Regions from separate parts of the Mus musculus genome. Here all the other regions are linked to region 3. A link is a contact called in public Hi-C and HiChIP or PLAC-seq data. All regions are on one chromosome and are shown on one strand. The core of a region is the stretch at or near the end of the contact, and the rest is flanking DNA. Distances in the headings are between cores, read along the strand shown. Region 1 overlaps Fam169b (family with sequence similarity 169, member B). Region 2 overlaps Igf1r (insulin-like growth factor I receptor). Region 3 holds the start of Igf1r (insulin-like growth factor I receptor).

What was found. A called contact is a pair of places that touch in the nucleus more often than the background predicts. HiChIP or PLAC-seq counts read pairs in DNA pulled down with a chosen protein or histone mark.
Region 1: an H3K4me3 HiChIP or PLAC-seq map of craniofacial prominence shows a contact between it and region 3, with 4 times the contacts expected there. The contact joins the enhancer-like site here to the promoter of Igf1r in region 3. A contact is called at or near these places in 1 of 39 promoter capture datasets (neural stem cells), 1 of 15 datasets of contacts at CTCF or cohesin (the NIH/3T3 cell line), 2 of 484 Hi-C or Micro-C datasets (embryonic fibroblasts and embryonic stem cells), 17 of 115 datasets of contacts at active chromatin or transcription factors (the NIH/3T3 cell line, Th17 cells, craniofacial prominence and 11 more) and 1 of 9 other capture datasets (liver).
Region 2: a Hi-C map of uterus shows a contact between it and region 3, with 4 times the contacts expected there. The contact joins the enhancer-like site here to the promoter of Igf1r in region 3. A contact is called at or near these places in 1 of 39 promoter capture datasets (neural stem cells), 5 of 484 Hi-C or Micro-C datasets (cerebral cortex, forebrain, rod photoreceptor and 1 more), 13 of 115 datasets of contacts at active chromatin or transcription factors (T-cell acute lymphoblastic leukemia, bone marrow-derived macrophages, cardiomyocytes and 10 more) and 3 of 9 other capture datasets (adipose tissue, embryonic stem cells and pancreatic islet).

What each region holds. Positions count from the first base shown.
Region 1 is chr7:68,323,980-68,328,120 of GRCm38.p6, reverse strand. All of the region lies in intron 4 of Fam169b (family with sequence similarity 169, member B), which reads right to left. Among named protein-coding and RNA genes, the nearest start is that of Gm16158, 27 kb to the left of the region's middle. Within about 2 kb of position 1,695, at least 4 of the 459 cell types and tissues checked have an H3K27ac peak or open chromatin away from gene starts, as enhancers often do. A contact at or near this core is called in craniofacial prominence, where this site is marked.
Region 2 is chr7:68,220,304-68,224,935 of GRCm38.p6, reverse strand. The region is part of intron 20 of Igf1r (insulin-like growth factor I receptor); the gene reads right to left. Among named protein-coding and RNA genes, the nearest start is that of Pgpep1l, 42 kb to the left of the region's middle. Within about 2 kb of position 1,310, at least 70 of the 459 cell types and tissues checked have an H3K27ac peak or open chromatin away from gene starts, as enhancers often do. A contact at or near this core is called in T-cell acute lymphoblastic leukemia, adipose tissue, craniofacial prominence and 2 more, where this site is marked.
Region 3 is chr7:67,949,528-67,954,257 of GRCm38.p6, reverse strand. Igf1r (insulin-like growth factor I receptor) reads right to left here and starts at 2,001. Exons shown (of 21, transcript NM_010513.2): 1 at 1,306-2,001. The coding sequence starts at 1,399.

The DNA.
Region 1 (4,141 bases), core at 446-2,945, 370 kb before region 3:
GCAGCACAAATAACTGAGAAAATGCAGCGTAAAGGATGAAAGCAGCCAGCCATTGACACGAGGAATGTATCATGGTGCTGAGTTTTCTTCCTACAACTAAGCTATGTGACAGCCAAGGTGCATGTGTGGGCATGGACGCAGGCGTGGGCATGGACGCACGTCCATGCGTGTGTGTGTGTGTGTGTGTGTGTGTGCGTGCGTGTGCGTGTGCGTGTGCGTGTGTGTACCTCCAGATCCACGCCCACATGTTGTCACCTGACTTTCATCAGCTGGGGAGGGTCTTGCTTACAGGCGCAGACACTGAAGCTCAAAAAGTTTAAGTGAGAATGTGGACCGATTTTACTGTCTCCTTCGAAAGACAACTTGAGACAGCTGGCCTAGGGCTATCTCAAGATGCTGGCCGGGGTTAACAGGCCAGGGCTCCTCCATCCCAAACAGCACACCTACTTAACCAGCCCAAACAGCAGTTACATCCCTCCTGCTTCCTCATCCACCAGACCTGAGGCTTTGGGAAAGGAACCATCCACTGCCAGCAACAGTGCGCAGTTTTACTGTCAGCTTTACTTATTTACGTTGTATGTTCCTGTTTAGGGAGTGTGTTTATATGTTGGTGTGTGGGTGTGTGCATGCCCATGTGTGAAAGAAAGTGTATGTGAGTGAGTGTGTGTGTGTGTGTGTGTGTGTGTGTGTGTGTGTGTGTGTGTGTGCGCGAGCGCACGCGCACGTGCACCAGAGGTCCACACTAGATATCACTCTTCAGGTGCCGTCCCCTTTAATTTTTGAGACAGAGAGAATATCTCACTGAATCTGGAGCTCACCAAAGGCTGGCTGACCTGTGAGCCCAGGAATCCGTGTGCCCCTGACTCTTCGGCTCTGGGATTGCATGTGCCACCATGTCCCACTTTCTATGTGGGTTCCAGGTGTTGAACTCAGGTCCTCATGCCTGCATGACAAGCGCTTTACCAACTAAGCCACCTACCCCAGGTTTATGTTTAATACCAGACCCAAATCGTCCTCATCATCTTCAACACCATCACCTGTAGCTGCGGGATCTCAGCTTCATTTCCTGGGAGATCTCGGCCATTCAGCCTTCTTTGAGATTCAGTTCAGGGGAGGAGAGACTGAGTGAGCTCTAAAACACTGTCTGTTATTATCGTTGTATGTCTATGTGTTCTCTCTCTCTCTCTCTGTCTTTCACACACACACACACACACACACACACACACACACATACACATACATACATGCACCATGCGCACACATGCACATTAGGACAAGATGTACATGTGTAGACACATGGTACACATATGGCGGCCACAGGACAACTTTGTGGAGTCAGTTCTTTCCTTCCACCTTAACATGGAGTCGGGGGAATCGAACTTAGGTCATCAGGCCGCCACGGCAACCACTTTTACCCACTGATCCACCATACTGACACACTTTAAAAACAGTTAATAAGGCAGCTTGCAATGCCATAACATCCGGCACCAAGGGTCCAGGGTCCACAAACTTCCTCGTTGGTGCAGAATGTGAAGATATGTCACCCTCATCTGGAGCCAGCTCTTAGAAGAGGAAGGCACGTTCAGATCTGACGGATTCCCTTTCTATCTCAGACAGTGGCAGCCAGATGAAGTTCAGCTTTGAGACAAGCTGGTCTCAGAGCTAATGGGTATCATCTGGGAGGCTGTGTTTTTTTTTCAACTTATGAAACCAGAGGGAAAGTGGAGTAGAGAGCAGACTCCATGTGGCAGAGGGGAAGCATCCAATCAAACACTGGCAAGAGAAGAAGGCAGAAAAGGGAGTGTGCTTAATTTGTCCAATTCCATTACAGGAAGGAAAAAATGCGTGACATGTGATTTTGACTTATAAGCATTTCCGAAAACATCAAACTAAGATCCATTTCTAAGCTCTCACTGGGACCACTAATTACATTAACAAAGAGAGCATTAAAGACGCTTTTTCTAGTAATTTGTGAAAAATAAGTCGCTAAGAAAAAAACCTATTAAAAAAAAAAAAAAGCAAGCAAAGACAAAGCCTTACCAACAAGTACGGGGTGGGGTGAGAGCACAGAATGTCACAGCGCACGTTGTTAAGTTCTTTCTATTCAGAACATAAACAACTGTACAGCGCACACTCAGAAACTCAGAGGTGGGCTCCTAATCTAAACTTGGAAGGGATGGGAAGTGAGAAAAGCAACCACTCTCATTCTGGAACATTCTATCAGAGTCTGATCAGCACTCAGCACCAGCACCAGCAGTCACCAAATAGCCACTGTGCCCACAAAGGGCCTGGGGCAACATGCGTCGTGTTCCTTTGCTGAGTCTCGAGGCAGCACTAGTTTTCTGGAAGAAAACCTTGCAGAACATCTATAATAACATCTACCGAGTCTACTGAATCCGGGTGTAATTTTTTTAAACAGGCAGCTTACAGAATGGGAAAAGAGCCGTGCATGTTTCTTAATCACAAATATGTGACAAATGGCTCGCACCGAGAATATGTGGGAAACACATTTCAACAACAAAAGTTCAAATATCCCAGTCTAAAAGTGGGCTCAGGAAGGATCAACAGGCATTCTTCCAAGAAGAGCATATGTCTTAGTTAGGGTTTTACTGCTGTGAACAGACACCATGACCAAGGCAAAACTTATTAAAAAACATTTAGTTGAAGCTGGCTTACAGGTTCAGAGATTCAGTCCTTTATCACCAAAGTGGGAGCATGGCAGCATCCAGGCAGGCATTGTGCAGGCAGAGATGAGAGTTCTACATCTTCATCTGAAGGCTGCTAGCAGAATACTGACTTCCAGGCAGCTAGGATGAAGATTTTAAAGTTACAGTGACCCACCTACTCAACAGGGTCATAGTGCTATTCCCTGGGCAGAGCACATACAGACCATCACAACATACAAATGGCCCATGAACATAAAGAAGGATGCTCAGTATCCTTAGCCATCAGGGACTGCACATCCACACATCAACAGGGTACCACTTCACACCTACAGGATGATGTATGAGCTCCTGGTCTGCTGCTGTGGTGAAAACACCATTACCTCAAGCACCTTAAGGAAGAAAAGGGTTATTGTGCCTTAAAGTTCCAGAAGGACAGAGGATATCATGGTGGGAAAGAGATGGTGACAGGTCGGGGAAAGCAAGACAGCAGGAGCAGGAAACTGGCTGGTCACATTAAACCCAGACATGGGAAGCAGAGAGAGACAGAGACACAGACTCAGAGACAGACAGGCAGACAGACAGACAGACAGACAGACAGACAGAGAACAGGATGTGGGACAGGATCCTAAAACCTCAATGCCCTCCTCCAGTGACATGTTTCAGCAAAGCTCTATTTCTTAAAGGTTCCATAACCCCACACACAGCACAATTAACTGGGGGTCAAGTGTTCAAGTACTTGGAACTGTGGGGGACATTCCCATGCCCACCACAGATGGAGACTAGAGGAAGTATACGACAGTTCATATTGCTGAGGACATGGAGAGACTGAAGCCTGTGGACACTGCCGGTGGGAAAGTCAGGTGGTACAGTTACTGTGCAGGGAATCCTGGCAGTTCCTCAAAACATGAAATGGAGAGATACCAGGCTGGAGAGATACCAGGCTGGAGAGATTAAAGCGGTTAAAGGCACTAACTGCTCTTCCAGAGGCCCTGAGTTCAATTCCCAGCAACCACATGGCGGCTCACAACCATCTGTAATGAGATCCAATGCCCTCTTCTGATGTCTGAAGAGAATGACAGTGTACTCACATACACTAAATAAATAGATCTGAAAGAAAGAAAGAAAGAAAGAAAGAAAGAAAGAAAGAAAGAAAGAAAGAAAGAAAGAAAGAAACCATGTGACCAATAATTATGCTTCTAGGTTTATATACAAGAAAATTCAAAATGGCATGTTCTCATAAAAAGTCATACAAAGAGGTTCGTGAAAGCTAAGAAGCACACACTACTCAATATCCATCAACCGAAGACGGGATAATAAAATGTCCATCCATACACTGGACTGTCATTCAGCCAAGAACAGAATTAGAATGATGAAAGTGTTATGAAAGTGGTTGATTGAAGACCCTTAAACATCATGGAATTATATATATATATATTTTTTTTTTTACAGTAAATTTATGGTATGCAAATTGCATG
Region 2 (4,632 bases), core at 61-2,560, 270 kb before region 3:
TCTGCATGCAGTAATCTGCCTCTCTGTTCAAATATATACGCTAAACATACTGAGCTTCCAGAGCCCAGTCCACGCAGTCCCCGTTTCTCTATACCCAAGTGCACACTCTTTGTTCATTCCCTTGATGCCCTCGTCAAGTCATAGTTCTGCAACCCAGGCCATGCAGTGAACCACACCTGGGCTCTGACGGATGGACAGACACACAGGCCCGACAGAAAACAAGGACAGGGTGGTCATGATTCTGAGGGAAAGGGGTACCTAGCAGCTCTCAATCACAGGCGTGTGAGACCAAAGCACTCTCCACCTATGCTCCTCCAGGAAACTGTGTTTTATAAAAACTCCTGGCTCAACAGACGCTTTACACTAAAACCCACAAATGGAAGTTCGAACATATAGGAATCTCAAAGCACCCTGAACAGGCTTCTAACATTCTACCAGGCTGATCACTGGGCCACCAGGACACTTCTTTACAAAGCAAATAATCCCACAGGGGTAAAGGCGTGTGAAAGCAACCTATTGGTAGGCATGAAGTTGCCTGTGCAGAGAAAGCCACTCTTGCCCATCTGGCCAGCTTCCTTGGACTCTGTAGGATCAAGTCAGGCCAGGTGGAAGGTAGTTATCTTAAAACTGAAAAAAGGTGCATTGGAGATCCACCTCCAAGAATTAAGCACTCTGGAGGCCCAGGGTGAAGCCAACCAATTACAGCGGAGCCAGGTGCAGCTTGGAGCCTGTTGTTAGCGGAATTGTACCAGAGCAGAGCTGGTTACACAGCACCTGTGGCTGTTTCTAAGCTCCTTTGTAGGCTGAGTAGTTGAGACAGCGGCTGTTTAGCTAGGAACCTTACAATATTTACTGCCTACTCCTCTGGAGGTAAAGAAAAATCCCAATTAAGTGGCCAATGTCTCGACGGAGGAAAACAAACTGGACCAAAGACCAGGCTAACTAGGTATTCTCACTGGCTCTAAGTGACTGGTCCTAGTGGCACATGACAGGTTGCAGGTAGGTACTAAAAGCTCTAGGCCCGGGAGTCACGTCAGTCCCCGAGAGCCAGAGATGTCTCTTTACTCCAATGATTACAACACATCCTCATTGTATGCATAAGGGAAAAGCACCAACCACAGCATTTGATCATTTGTCTGAAGTCACACAGGGAGTGAGCTGGAACGGCGTGAGGCTGTCAGACAATGCAGCTTTACTGTAAGTAACCATGGTCTTGCTAGCAGACGGCGCTCTCCCGACTGTCTACAGACAGTCAGATCTCCTGAGCCGGCTTGCTCTGGTTAGCTGCTGCAGAAGCTTGTTCTCCCCGGTCCCCATCATTTCCCGAAGGATTAATCGGAATGGGAAGCAGACACAAGGAGCTTAGCTCCGTGGCCAGGCTGCAATTTCCTCTCTGGCTGACAGGCCTAGCCCTGAATAGAAAAGTGCAACCGGGGGCAAGAACATGAGATGTGTCTGGCCCCAAGCCCCGTGGCCAGGGGTGGGGGGTGGGGCTGAGGAGGTGCCACGGGCAGGGTAGGGATGAGGTGACATCAGTAAAAACAAGCCATGTGATGCCTCTTTTAAATCATCCCAGAGTCAGCCCTTCCAGGGCTGCCCATAAAAGGAAGTCTTTTTTGCTCTGTGCGATTTAAGACCTTGTTTTTTTTTTGTTTTGTTTTTTTTAAATACTCTTTCCACAAGAAAACTCTCCAGTAGACTCTGGGATTAATAAGCTGATAAAATGCTCCCTCTAAAAAGCACACTTTAAAACCACTGGACAGCTCTGATGAGCTGGAGCCGCGATTTACAGAATATGTCCCTCTGTGAAGGTGCACACCTATCCCTCTAGAAGTGAGTGCTATCCTGGGGTGTACGCCCACCGCTATGCCCATTCCTCACTTGGCTTCTGAGCCCCCAAGCACACCCCGTGTCTTCAGCTGGACAGGCTGCCATCTATGTGAGGCACTGGCAAACTGAAATATGCCCAGGACCTCATGTATACAGTACCCCTGCTGCCGCCTGTTAGTACTGTACCAGGTAGTAGTGACTCTTAGCAGGGATCAGACTTTCAGAAGGGCCTACGGGACTGAGTGGGTCCTCCTCTAGCATCTCAAGCAACTAAGGTTGTTTTAGGGCCAGGACCTAGACGGGGATGCTATATAGCCCAGTTGCTGGCACACAGTCGATGCCAGGGACCGTCCAGCAGACACTGTCACCTGCCTGTGATGACTCTATTCAATTTATCTCGACAAAACCAGACTGGGATTCCCAGCCTCCTGGGGGTGGAGAGGAAAAGTACAGAAGTAGTCAGATTGGACTGAGTATGTCTCAGCTGCATCTGAGCTGGTGACGCTCGGCTAGTAAAACGTTCAAGTTCCTTCCTGAATCCCGCATCCCGAAGACTTGGCATGTGAGCTCTGGAGATGTTAATGGATCAAATGGATCAATTCTGTGGCTGAGCTTACATCGTCGTCCCATTCTGCAGCACGAGGGCTGGAACCTGTTTCAGGATCTCCAGGTTCCGTGAACTCTGGGACTGGCCCCTGACCTCAGCAGGGTTCACTGACAAATCTGTGTCCAAAGCCCTGAAACCCAGGGGTAAAGATGGGAATGATAGGCTCCCCTGACCCAGCCTCACAGAATTTGCTAGATCAATTCAAACTGAGCTATTGCACTGACAGTCAGACCTGGATACCCTGGTGTTTGGTGGCAGCCTTTCCTCTAAAGCTAGAACACTTTGTAATACACAAGGCTGGATACTTAGCTACTCCTGAAGCAGACTGGTTCATGTGTAGGGACGACGAGACCAAAGCATGGCCAGAGAAAGGGCTGTTCCTGCCTCAGAACCACACCATGGAAGTCCTTCCTCTACGTGTGAGACCCAACAGGCTTCAGACTACTCCCAAGAGTGTTTGCTTACTGTGCCAAAAAAAAAAAAAAAAAATCCTTTCACAGAACACATCTTCCTCTCATCAGCGTCTCAGCCAAATCAGGGCACCACACTCCCTACTGGAGCAGCCCGGCTCCCTTCCCTTCACTCTGTTCTTTTCTTAGAAAGGAGACCGATCTGCCAAGGGGGTTCTGAATGGCAAAGCAAAAAGGCCTCCTGAATCAATCATTTCGCATCCAAGAGCGGCCTCCGTGTGTAAGCTTCCTCCTCTCTATGCTGGGAACAGGAAGTCCACTGCCTTTCCCATAGCAGGTGGCTCCTTCCCAAGCATATTAAATTCATACCAAAAAAAAAAAAAAAAATCCAGGCAGCTGGGGATGGATCAACTTCAGGAGTTCCATGAGTTTCTCAGACAAATGTTTGCTCCAGCATAAAAGAAAAGAAAAAAACCAACAATACCTCTCCTGTGACCAGGCCCAAACCACAGGAACAAAACTCACACCTGCTCTTTTGAACGGTTTCTCAGCTCGTGAGACAGTGCTGATCCTGGTATCCTAACCAAGGCTGGTGGGGCACACCCTTACACAGACTCAGAGGCAGCCATGCTCCTACTCCATCCTTTCACCTTTGCCCACATACTGACTATTCTCGCAATGGACGAGTAGGACTGCCCTGCACCACTGAGGTCAAAGTAAAGCTATAACAGCACTCAGAACCCAGAGCTTCTCTAGGCAGGCCCCCTGCATCCTGTACGCCTTCGGAGGTCAGTTTAGAAAGGCCACAGTGGCAGTGTTCTCCGTGAAGATGCTGCAGGGCACAGCAGGCCACGGACCAGTCAGTGGCTCAATATGGCCTGCTGTCTATTCAGTTTTGTAAGGCCCTCCCAAGCAAGAGGGTTTTTTTTTTTTACACTTGCCAACAGCTGGGGCAAAAACAAACAAATTAACAAGTCCCCCACGCCCCACCCCCAAATAGGAGTATTTTATAAGAAGAAAACGAGAGGAATTCAAATTCCAATATAAAGTTTTAGTTGGGCACCAGCAGTAACACTGGCTGCAATCCAAGCACTAGGGGAGTTTGAGGCAGGAAGATTATCCTAAATACCTGGGCTACACTGACTCCATCCTTGTTGATTCCTGAATCATAGTGGCAGAGCAGAGGGGCTGGAAGGAAGAGTGAGCGTGCGGTCCCCAGCACCACCAATCCTCTCCAGTGTATTAGAGAAATCCTCTCAGTCTATGGAGTGGTCCACAGAGAAGCCACGGCCTCTCCCACTACACAGAACCATCACTGTTCCTACCGCCCTGTAGTAAATCCGATCTCCTTACAATCACCCCACGTACCGGAGTATCTTCATCTGCGGGAAGCCCTGCCTCTGACCAGCAGCTATCTTCTGGAGACCCTGAGCTAGCTAGTGTCACCTCATCGAGCTCCTCCTAGGTTTCATTAGAAAGCCTGTGAGATGACATTTTCAACTGTTGGAGCCTCACGGGGGACGATGCTAGCCCACACCTTGACATCTCAAGATTCAGAGTACAGTCACTAGCACCTCTCTGTGCTCTGCCCACCACCTGCACTGCACGCCCAACCTCTCCATCTGTACATTGCCTCACCATCCAAGGCGCCACGAGAGTGAGCGCTGCGCTGGGGAAGAGAAGGCCAGGGGTAGGCAGAGTCTTTTGTGTAGAAGTGAAGAAATCTTGACAACCCCCCTGGGATTCTTTCACTAGTGGAGCTGAACCTGTTTTGAAGTGTTTCTG
Region 3 (4,730 bases), core at 752-3,251:
TGGAGAGTTCTCATTCCCAGAGACACCCCCCACCACCACCTACTCCTACCCGACACCACCAAAACAAAAGCTATCAGATTGCAAGCGATAGCAAGCATGAGCGATACTGCTTATTAAGTATGTACAAAGGAAGTGCAGAGCGGGGGGGGGGGGGGGGGAGGTGTTGGCAGTGCACCACAACTTTGGCCACAACAAAACCAAGGCCAGGGCTCCGCGCTCGCAAAACAAAACAACCACCCGTCCACTACCACACTACAGATCCCGTCGCAGCTCAACCCACCGCACACATCTCTCCCCCAGGCTGGGAGTCCGGTTCTCCCCTCGCGGTCGTGTGGCTGTGGATGCACCTAAATCCGCGCTGAACACGTGTGTGTGGAAAAGCACGTCGACTCTGCACAAGGGTGGACGTACCTATCTCCTCTTACTAAGACGCTCTGGGAAAAAAGTGTCCAGAGCTGGATAGAAACTGAGAGCCCCTAAGCCGAGGATCATCCAACCCTCCCCCCACGAAGAAAGTCCCAAGTTCACACTTTCCTAGAGGAAAATGGTGGGCACACCCTGCACCCCAAGGCCACACTGGACTGTCCAAGTTATCAAGCCTTGGGGTAGGTGGGTAGACGCCCACAGGCTCCAGAGAAGCGAAAGGCCAAGAACCTGAGGGGGTCGATGGGCCCAACAAGTTGGGTGATAGGAGGCTGCGCCCTGATGTTTGGAAACGTGTCCTGGGGCCGCGAGGCTTCCAACCATCCTGTATCTCCCCCTCAAGAACAACTTACACCCCGCAGGGTAGGAGGCTCCGAATTGCCGCCACGGAGCACTAGGTCTACCCCAGCAACCACCCGTGGAGCCTCCAAGGGTGCTGTCATGGTGAGCTGCGCGGGATGGGCGCTGGGGTGCCAAGTGGAGCGCCCCGGAGGGGGGGGGGCGAGAGTAGCGGGGTTCCCGAGGCCACCCAGACGCCAACTTCCCCACCAAGCGCCTACGCGGGGGCTGCCCCTGACCCGCCAGCGAGAAGGCACTGCCCACCCACCAGGCCGCGTGCGGGACAGCGCTCCCCGGACAGCGAAAGAGAAAGCCCTAAGGCCCTTCCCGCGCGCAGATGCGCTGAGCTAGGGCTCTAGGAGCTCCTGAGTCGTGAACTCTCGGGCCCTGCTCTACTCCGGCCTTCCGAGAGAGCCCCACCCTCCACTCCCGAGCCCCGAAGTCCGACAGCTGCGCCCGTGGCAACTGGGTTTTCCCAAACAGGGCGCAGCCCCTCGGAGGAAAAGTTCCCGCAGTGGCCGCGGGCGGCGGGCAAATACTCACTTTCTCCACTCGTCGGCCAGAGAGAGAGCGCGGCGGAGAGAAACACGAGCCCCCACAGCGAGGTCGGGGACCCTCCTCCGGAGCCAGACTTCATTCCTTTTATTTGGGACGAAATTCCCTTTTCTCAAAAATAGAAAAAAAAAAAAAAAAGAAAAGAAAAAAAGAAAAAAAAAGTCTCCAACTCAGTCCTCACTCTCGTCCAAAAACAAGAGCGCAGGCGACGATCCTCGGAAAGCGGCGTGGACAAGGAGGGTGGCGCGGGGCGGCCCCTCAGCGCCGGCAGCAGCGGCCCACGGGGCGGCGGAGTCGGGAAGCCGGGGCGCGCCGGGGCGGGCTGTCGGCGTCGTCGGCCTCCATTTGCAAACGCAGAGATGCAGAAGAAGGAGGAAAACTGTACAGAAAGAGGAGCAAAGCCCAAATCGCCGCAGGCGAGGACAAACGCCACCCGATCCCCGGAGGGAACGACCACCGGAGCCTACGCGGCGGGAGAGCGCGACGCAGTTGGCGAGACTGGTCCGAAGTCCCGGGCGCGGGCGAGGCCGGCGAGGGGCAGAAATGCGGAGTGGAAATGAATGAGCGGTTCCCCCTCCTCCGGCTCCTCCTCCTCCTCTGGGCTCCGCTCGCCGCCGCCTCCTCCCTCAGCGCCGCCGCCGCGAGCTCCTTCCCAAATCCAGGACACACACAAAGCGGCGGCCGCGCAGCGCTCAGCGCTCCCGCCGCCCCGCGTCGGCCCCCGCCCGCCGCCGACTCCGTGCGCGGGGGCTCCGGCTCGCTGAAGGTCAAAGCCGAGCACGCCGCGTGCCGTGGAGCTCTCGCAGGCACGGGGAGAGGCGTGGAGGGTCCGGAGAGCGGGGCCGAGGGTCTGCGAGCGCCGGGCGCGCCGGGACAGGCTCGCAGGCAGCTTCCCTGTCGCTCGCCTCTCTCGAGTTCGCCCGGTGCGCTCGCTCCTCCTCGGTTCCCCCCCCCCCTCCTTTTTTTTTCCGCTCAGCGGAGTTAATGCTGGTAAACAAGAACCTCAGCCTCACCGCGCCGCCGCCGCCGCCGCCACACACTGGGGGCTCTACGCGCGCGCTCTCGGGGCCGCGCACACGTGCCCGCGCGCACACTCCAAGCGGCTACAGCCGCAGTCCCGGCGCGCCGAGGGCCGGGCCCCGACTCGGCAGGCGCCAAGAGCCGGAGTTCGGGATCGCAGGGACGTGCGGAGCGGAGCGCGGGCGTGGGGAGCCGGGCCCAGGAGGCACCGCCCCCCGCGCCTCCACCCGCGCCGGCCCCCGCGCGCACACTGAGCCACGCGCGCGCCCACGCTTCCGCCCCCACCCGCACTGCGCCGGCCGGCCCTGTCCGCACCCTCCCCTCCCGCAGGACTCCAAAAAACAATGCCCGGGGCGCCGGTGGGACTCGGTGGCCAGGGGGGCGGCGGCAGGGCGGGCGGGCAGCAGAGCGGGCGGGCTGCGGGCGCGGTGGGCGGGGAGTGCGGCCTCGGAGCTTCATTGAAAACAACAACAGCGCGGCTGGAGAGCGCGCTGGCCGACTCCGTGAAAAAGCTTCATTGTTTCTTGCAGCTGTTGCAAAATAAATAAATAAGTGCATGCATGCGGCATTTTTTTCGCAGTGTGGTGGAAAGCCCGGACGCGACGGGAGGGGCACACCTGGGGGAAAGGGGACCCCTGAAGACTGCTACGCAAGGCACTTTCCACGCCAGGCTTGGGCGCCCGTGGCGGCGCTCCTTGGGTGTTCCGGTGCTTGCGCGCAGTCGGGGAGCGGACAGGGTGCGGTCCGCGAGGCTCTATTCTCGAAGCACAGCGATTCCACCGCGGGCCCCCAGCCCTGGAAAGGGAACCCAGACAGGCGGCCCCTCGTGCCCAGGACCCGTCTCCGCGGCGGCCGCCAGAGGGCGCGACCGCAGCCTGGGAGGGCTGGCTCCGGGAATGTCGCCTCCCTCCCTCCGGGGGAGGAAATGTGGGGGCCCCGAGTCGGGGACCGACTCGGCTGGGTCGTGCTAGCCGGGCCTCCCAGCCCCATTCCTCTCCCGCCCTGAGGGCGCTCCACCGCATCGTGCTGGTCCGTGCTCCACCACGTGGGCAGCTGCGGAGAAGGACCGCAGCGCGTGTCAGGCTGCGGGAACCCGCAGCTGGGGGGCGTGTCCGAGGGCTTCCCAGGGAGGGGATTGCGGGCGGGGACCCTAACCCGGACAACGTCGTCTGGCTCGGGTCCCAGTCTTAGGAATGTGCGGCCGCCACCCGGAATCGGTGGCCACTGCAGAAACCCACCCGCACCTGCCTCCATTCCCCCCTCCCCTCCGCGTCCCTCTAGCTTCATTTGATCTGTAAGTGACTTGAAACTAGCACCAGCCCAAGTCTCCTCGGTGTTTTTTCTCAACTGTGCCAGGGGAGAGGTTTCCCCAAGACGAGGCTTTCCCAGGACTGCCATCTAATGAACAAACACTGCGGAGGCCAGGTCCTCAAAGGGGGAGAAACCAGCAATGGCTAGAGAAAGGAGTTTGAAATACGTGGACTTTTAAAAATAGTGATTTGATCACGTGTCGCCCTTAATGCGGTCGGGCTTCATGACTCAGGCTAATTGATATCCACGATAAATAAAAAGATGGCTCATAAGAGTTGGGAATGTCTGGATCAAATAGAAGTGTTTGTCTTATAAACAGTCGGACTGTCTGGTTGGTGGAGAGGACCAGTTCTGTAGCAAAGAAAGGTTTCTTTCATTACTCAAATAGTAAAAGATTTCGGCATTGCATTTATATGCACCCCATCTTTCATAAGGGATTTTTTTTTTTTTTTTTTTTTTTTTTTTTTACTAAATTTAGAGCTGAAAACAAATCAAAAGCTACCGTAAAGGAAACTAAGCCCATATTTTTCTGTATCATCTGAATCAGTTTTTCCCTTGGAAATGTTGAGCTACGTTCAGTGAATCGGTTCTATAGAAGGAACGTTTCCGAAGGAAGGAAAGAAAAGTACATACATAGGGCTGTTTTGTTTACCGGAAACTTGCCTTGTTTTTAAAATAAATTGTGCCAGTTTTAGATGTTCCTGAACGTTAAGAAATAAATACATTAGAACTTTCACTTAGATGCAACATTTAAAAATACAAATCCAGGTTTCTAATATCAAAGTATTTCTTCAGAGCATTCCCTGCACCGAAGGGGTCCTTAGTAACTCCAGCCTGGTGCTCTCAGCATATAATTCAGATGCAGAGGAATAACAGTAGGTTTGATTTCAGAATGTTTTGATGCATACTTGTAGATTAAGCTTAGCAATGCTGTTTAGGTTTGTCCAACACACACACAAAAATCTTTAAATGCAATATGTTTTTAATATTAGTTATGAAAATGTTTGCACATTTGCCCCTGCAAACATACGTATATAGAACAAAGAGAAATAACTAGCTGGTGTTTGTAAGGGAAGCAGAGG